2 separate regions of the Bombyx mori genome follow, and region 1 is linked to region 2. A link is a contact called in public Hi-C data. All regions are on one chromosome and are shown on one strand. Each heading gives the region's core, a stretch centred on a gene start, on an enhancer-like site or on the middle of the called end of the contact. The rest is flanking DNA. Distances are from core to core; before and after follow the strand shown.

Evidence for each region. Hi-C and Micro-C count contacts between places; a contact is called where the count stands out from the background.
Region 1: a contact with region 2 is called in a Hi-C map of whole pupa, with 3 times the contacts expected there. The contact joins the promoter of LOC101746048 here to the enhancer-like site in region 2. A contact is called at or near these places in 4 of 7 Hi-C or Micro-C datasets (midgut and whole pupa).

Annotation. Positions count from the first base shown.
Region 1 is chr23:21,277,091-21,280,692 of ASM3026992v2, forward strand. LOC101746048 (fasciclin-3) reads right to left here and starts at 1,859. Exons shown (of 13, transcript XM_062675465.1): 1 at 1,623-1,859.
Region 2 is chr23:21,211,616-21,215,404 of ASM3026992v2, forward strand. The region is part of intron 2 of LOC101746048 (fasciclin-3); the gene reads right to left. Among protein-coding and RNA genes, the nearest start is that of LOC101745761, 24 kb to the left of the region's middle. Within about 2 kb of position 1,531, at least 6 of the 8 cell types and tissues checked have open chromatin away from gene starts, as enhancers often do.

The sequences.
Region 1 (3,602 bases), core at 609-3,108, 66 kb after region 2:
TGGTCACCGAAGTCGATAGGTTATGAAACGCGAATTCAACCATCAACTTGAGATATGATTTCGTGGTCGTGGTAGGTTCCTATTTCTGTAGGTAGTAATGCGTTTCGGTTTGATGGGCGGGGCAGCCGTTGTACCGTAAAACCTGAGACCTAAGAACTCATATCTCAAGGCATCTCATATCTCGACATTTACGTTGTAGAGGTCTATGGGCTCCGGTAACCACTTAACACCAGGTGGGCCGTGAGCTCGACCAACCACATAAGCAAAAAAAAAGCATACGCTATCTATAAATAACACTGACATGACAAATAGTTTACCAATAATGCTAATTATTTAATGGCCCTTGAAAATAGACATGCATATTAGATATTCACCTTGACATATCAACATGAAGAATAGGGTTTTATGGTTGAGTGAAGATTTTGTGTTTTTTTTGGGTCCACGCGTTCGTTAAATGTCGTTGAATTGAAACCTTACAGCAATTTATTCGAAGAAAGATTCTGACATAGCAGCGCCCACGCACCAAGTACCTAATGTCGCTTTTATTAGCCAGATAAATCTTACGTGACTCGTCTCTATTAACTAATTATCTCTCTCTCAACCTATTTACGAAAACGAACATTAATCCCATCCAAACTTATTTGAATAAATACTTGTACATTTCATTTTAAATGCTATTGAAAACCTTCGTTTTCTTCGTGTCCAACTTATCAATAACTGAAAACTAAATTGAAATTGAGTGTTATTGAGAGCATTAAGGTGGACAACCACACAAGCGATAAGTCTATTTTCAATAAAAGATATTACCTATATGCTGTATTATACAGTTGAACAATGAACTCAAAATTTACTTTACATGATGTTAATTTTGATGTTTTCACATCTAAAGCGTTTCAAACAGTTAAAATTTCGAAGCTGTCATTCACGAAATTACCTTAAAGTTTAACAATCCTATCACAGACATCTTGAAAGACAAATTAATGAAAAAACTACCCTCCAAAAAAACACAGGTAGATAGACGGCCCGTTGACCACCTGTCTCCGAAATAAAACACGACCGCTTTGACTATTGACTGCACTGGCCTTTTATTTCCTTAATGGTGTTGCTTAAACAGCCATCGATATCAGAGCAGAAGCTTGATACGTGAGATCGACATGTCAATAGACCACAGTTATTTTAGCTTACAAATCCAAGGCATAATTTTAACAAACCAAAACAATTCAAGTATCAACGTAATGTTATATTTGACTCAAATCAACACAAAGAACTAATGACAGTGACTCATTAGACCTCACAGAGGCGCTCCGATTTAAAATAAAATTTCAATTCTCTATAATACTTTCATACTGATACCCAGACAAGATTTTCCATGTAAATTTTAATTATTAGGTAGTACAATATTTTGCCGTACACTGTACATCATCACGTCACGAATATCGCAGCCGACCCACTTTGAAACCATGTAAAGAGTCTTTATGCCAACATTAACGACAATCCTTCTATTTTGTACAAATAAACACTAAGATTGGTGGAGAATGCGTAATTTTATTACCTACACAAGTTGCTATTCGCATGCTTTAACTTTAAAATACAAAAGATAATAAATTTATCTGATAGATTACCTGCCTCGATTCTGATATCCAACGGCAATTCACTTTTACTCCTCAAATAGTTTTTGTTACACGAATGTCGGTAGTTTCATGTATTTTTTCTCTTTTTTTTTGGTTACGGTCGAACGCGGTACCACAATCGCCCACGCCACACCTCACTTTCAAACCGGTTTTCCCGAGGATCGCGTAAAAGTACGAACGCGCGCGAGTCAAATACAACCTATCACCATAAACGCTAGCGTCAAACTAGTTCGCGTTCAAAAAAAGTTACCCGGTGTTGCTGAGTTTTGATTATGAGATAGATAGTGTTTTTTCTTGGAAAATGTTGGGTTTTTGTGTTTTGTTCGATCGGACTGGTGAGTAAAGTTTTAGTGCGCGTCACAATATAGACATAATGAGGTTTCATATTTAATATTAGATCGTTATCAAACAACCCTTCAAATTATATTTTTAAATTCTAGATTTTAAAGAATTTTTTAACAGAAGCTAGCTTTCCAAGTCTTTATCTATAACGACGTAAGACCTAATCTAATGTGATGGTTTAATCCCAATTATTCTTTTATTTTTCCAACAAAACAACTTTGATCTCGATGCGGGCGGGCATACGTTTTTTTCCATCAAGACCAGAAAAAAGCTCTAGAAATGAACCGGGTTCTCCAATTTATTGAAAAATATGTTCGGTTTATTAAAAAAAGTCTTTTTTTCTGTCCGTTTTCAAATTTAATAGTTAATTAATAGTTCTTATGGTGTCATGTTTAATAGCCAGTAAAGTCGTTGTGCGCAATACCATTGGTAATGTCTGTGTAATATGTACACTGCTCACCATCAAGTGAGCTGTTTGATCATATGGCTGCAAAAAAATAAGCGGCTAACTATTCAATTAATGAGCTTAGACACTGAGTCGCTGGTGTATATCATCAGGCCACGATTAAACACAAGCGTCTCTATCATTCATTATGTTTTTAAAATATAAAACACAGTCCACTGTTGAAGAAAATCTCAAAGCAGTCCACGTTAAATAAAATCTACAAATTTCCAAAATTAAATATAAATGGCAACTCCAAAGCGCAACAGCTTTCATCGTCCGTTCGGTTTCCGTCGGCAAGACTCGGCCGTGCTCGTGTTGAACGACGTTTCGCTCGAAAGATTCAAAAAGTGTTCTATGACGCCGCAACTGGACAATACGTTATTTCACTATTTCTCATTTCTTTATTACATTCGTGAGTAACGCTAAGTCTAAGAGTGGGCAATGCTCATGACATCAACAGGCTCACGTGGGTCAGTAGATGTTACCGCCTTTCTATTTTTGCTATAAACAATGCGCGCTTGAAGGTTAAAACGGTGTTATTCTATTAACTTCCGACTGGATATTCTAATCTTAGAATAAATTGGACGTGACTTTTGAAGGATCAGGTAGACCTTAAACGTAAGGATCTCATATAAACTTTAAAGTATGTAATAGTTTTGTGAGACCACAGAATTAGGCACCGGGATAAATTAAAAACATAAAAGCTCATTTCTGTTTTGTAGGTGAAGAAAATCTGCTGCTACTATTGTCGATGTCCAGTTAGTCTGCGGGAAACTAAAATCCATTACTAATAGGTGTTCTTATAACGATTAGTATTGAAATAGTATGTTTTCTCCATTACTAGTAGGTGTTCATATAACGATTAGTATTTAATTGACATCTTATGTTTTGATCGAAAGCTCTTTAACACATTAAATGCCATGTAGGTCACTGGTGCCTTACGCGGCGCACTCAAGTAATTAATCGATTTCGGCTACTAAAGCGCCGAAATATCTAGTAGATACTGGGAAAGACGAATCCAAACATACTGAGTATGAATCTATTTCAAAGATACCTAAAATATTAAAACATAGGTACATACAGAAATCGACATAATTACTTCAGTGCGCCGTAGGGTACCGGTGACCTACATGGCAGTCGAAGGGTTAAAAGGACAGATTAAAGTAAAATTTTAACAAATTAAC
Region 2 (3,789 bases), core at 281-2,780:
CTTACTCACGCGTTGTGTTAGCAATGGAAACTTATTTGGTTTTTGTCAACCTATCTTTAGTTTCCGTGTATACATTGTGTTAGTTTCTCATATAAATAAACAATGGCTGAGAAAGTTAAATATAATTACAATTGTAAAATAATAATAACATGACACCCGACAAAGAAAGGGAAAAGCGATTTGTTAAAAACGTCTCCGAATGCAACACAAGAGGATGCAAGAGGATTGGGGTCTCGTCTGAGGAAAGTATTTTAAATAATTGACTGTTGTTAAGAGAAGCCAAACAAAATTGATTGAATAAGCGGGCGTTACACTGAGTGATCAATGTTATCTTTAGAATAAAGAAATACATTGAGCGAACTGTTCTAGAAAGTTTAACTATTACATTTTAAGTTTAAAGTTCTTCACTCAAAATTGAACTGTCGGAAATCAATAGAGATAAATAAAATAAAATCGTCCGTTTGTAATTTCGATATAATACCTTTTCTTGAGACGGATCATTTTCAAATTTGGGGTCAAAAACGAGTTATTTGATTTAATTCTCATAACCTTAATGTTACCGTAATTGACATGACAACAGACCCGTGGTCCTATAACTATATATTCCTAAACACCATTAAATTAGGAGTTCTACATTAAAAACTACCCCAAATCTCATACGTATCACTGGTTCGTAATTAAAAATCTAACTTGTTTGCTATTTTTCCAGTAAAGCGTGTTGAAATTCGGCAATATTATTTAATCAGTATATAATACAATAATAAAGGAAAACTAACCAGTTATTAGAAGCTTATCAAAAACAAATAAGTTCGATTTCTAAGCTTTAAAAAAAGTTCCTATTTAAATTGTCATCCGTGTTGGCGTTATCAAATGCGTAAAAGGAAAAATATAAATGATTAATATATAATATTATCAATAAATGAGTGATTGACTTCATTATGATGAAGCACTTTTAATTTTGAACATGCCTGATTACAAAAAAATGGAAAATTAGAGAAAATTTAAATTAATGAAATCGTTACTTTTTTGGCCGCAAAATTGAAAACGACCCAGACGCGTTGAACACTTTTTGGTAGAGGAAAATCTTATGGGTTCGCGTCATCGACACACTAATGTTACGTATACATGTATAACACACCATATATAACCGACCATGTATTGTGCGCGTTACACTTTTTAACTCACAATATTTCGTTATGACAAAAACTAAACAATTTTTTTGTCAGTTTTTATCAGCCCGTACAAAGATAAAATTAATTCCCAAAATATTTTCAGTGATATCGTCGGCCGTCTGTGCTTCTGTATTACAAATATTAAAGATCCAACTAGCTTGACGACTATTTACTACATCATAGGTCACGGGCTATCCATTTATAGCGTTATTTATGGAGCGTAAGAAGTGAGAGTTGACGTGTGGAAATAAATTGAACATTTAGGATGTTTATGAACCTTACCGTGTATTGTTCATAGACCTATATAGTAGTATTGTTTGTTGACTGACAGTGACATCTAGTGACAGCTGCGTGTTCTGTTATTCCGATCGCACCCGAAAACTCCCGATGATTCCCGAGTGCGACTTGGTGTGCTAATGTTGCACGCTACAACATCTAATGCAATAAAAAAAGACTCCAGTCAAATATCTAATCAAGTAATGCGCTTATCAACTCCCCCGAGCATCGAAACGATCTTGCAAAGCTATGAACCGTTCGTTATTATTTTCTGTCTACCCCAATTTGTAGGGTCGTAATGGTATGTCATGTAAATGACAAGGATTCTAATAATTTTACTAAGCAGCCGGTGTTGATACGCTGAGTCAACTGTGGAAGACATTTACATCGAAACATGAGTTCCAAGACTCAACATCAGCATAATTCTCTTGCCTCTTCTAATTTACTTAGGAGTTTTCGGCTTTCCCCGATCATTTCTTGCGGATCTTCGCATCCCTCCACCTGGCCGGGGGTGTCTCACATTACGAAGACTCAATTACCATTAAATAATCAGTCTTTTATCTAGAACGCATAATTTCTGGGCAGCTAATTGAAGCTAATAAAGGATTTTTTACTCTAAATCTTACACATTAACCATTCGTCTATTAGAGAGACCGGGATACGACCGCAATCGCTGACAAATTGCTCAACCGCCTCAGGGGTGTGCTATCCTAAACTGATTTTATTGAGTGCTCAATAACGCGGGGCTCTACCAAACAATTACGAGCCCCTGTATTGAGGGATGATTTTGTAATAGTGTTATGTTGGTGCGTGCCGCGCCCGTACGGACTGGTACCATGAAACAAGTATAATCTGGTAGCTTACAGAAAACTGAGAACTGTTATTTCAGACTAAGCATAAAAGTCTCGGTGTAGTAGTAGAGAAGTATATCCATATCAGATTACAGAGAGAGAGAGAGAGAGAATAAACTTTATCTAGCTCTGACGTCACGTGAGAAGAGAGAGAGATGTGTCACAAGCCAACGCTTGGGCCGATCGTGTCTCTCTATCGCTTGTTCCGCACTCTCGCTCGCACGCTCAAGCTAGGGCGGAACGTGACAATTTTTCATGCGTGCAGCCTCGTCGATTTATAAGACAAAAAAGCAATCAATATGCAGATATATTTGTACAATAGGCGGTCTTGTCGCTAAAAGCGATCTCTTTCAGACAACTGTTTTATTTACGGAAATTCTGAAAATGATAAAGATACAGCAGGTATGTTGCGGTGTACATATTAATAATACATTATTAAACAAAATACATAAATATACAATAAATAGATATATACCGTTTACATATGATATGAAATCACTACTATATGATTTATAGTATACGAAATATAGCATAGATTACCGTTTTTTAAATATTATTTTAGAAATTTTATGACCTGGTAACTAAGACCTTTAAGTCATGTCTTATTTTAATTTATATTCTTATTTTTATGGATAATGATAATATGGTCTGAAATTAAATGCAATGAAGATGATTAATTTGAGACATTAATCGACTGGGATGAAATTAAATGAAATGATATGGGATGAAATATAATCTCAGTACAAATGGTGGTCAATTACTGAGATTTTTTCAGTGGATTTTTTGGTAGATCCCGAGAAGTTACGTCCAGCGGCTTTGTTTAATTTTCCCACATTTGTGCACTTTCACAGATGTTCAACAGTTAATAAACCACCGTCATACCACACATATAAACATGAAGAAACACTAAATAGGCAAAATAAAACAAATCACACAACTTCACTCCGCGCGTTCCCGCCAAAAAATCTATATTACGTTTTTTAAATCTTTATTTTTATACACAGAACCACTCATTGGGTTTAAACTTATGTTAACAAATTCGAGTCAAAAAGTTATTTTACGTAAAAACGGACATAGAGAATTTTCAGATTTATATAAACAATTTTCATTAGTATCTACGGGTAGGTACCACCACCCTGCCTATTTCTGCCGTGAAGCAGTAATGCGTTTCGATTTGAAAGGTGGGGCAGTCGTTATTACTATGCTGAGACCTTAGAACTTATATCTCAAGGTGGGTGGTGGTGTTTACGTTGTAGAGGTCTAAAGGCTACGGTAACAACTCAACACCAGGTGGGCTGTGAGCTCGTCCACCCATTTATGCAATAAGAAAACAATAAAAAATATATTTCGTAGGGTATTCAAAAAAATCACAAAAAAAAGATTTTGTTTTTTGTATATTAAAAAAAAAGTAACAAGATATGCGAATAGGCCACTTGCAGTGTCGAGTGTCTATTGTGATAACGAGGGGGAATATCCCTTTATTTGGCGGT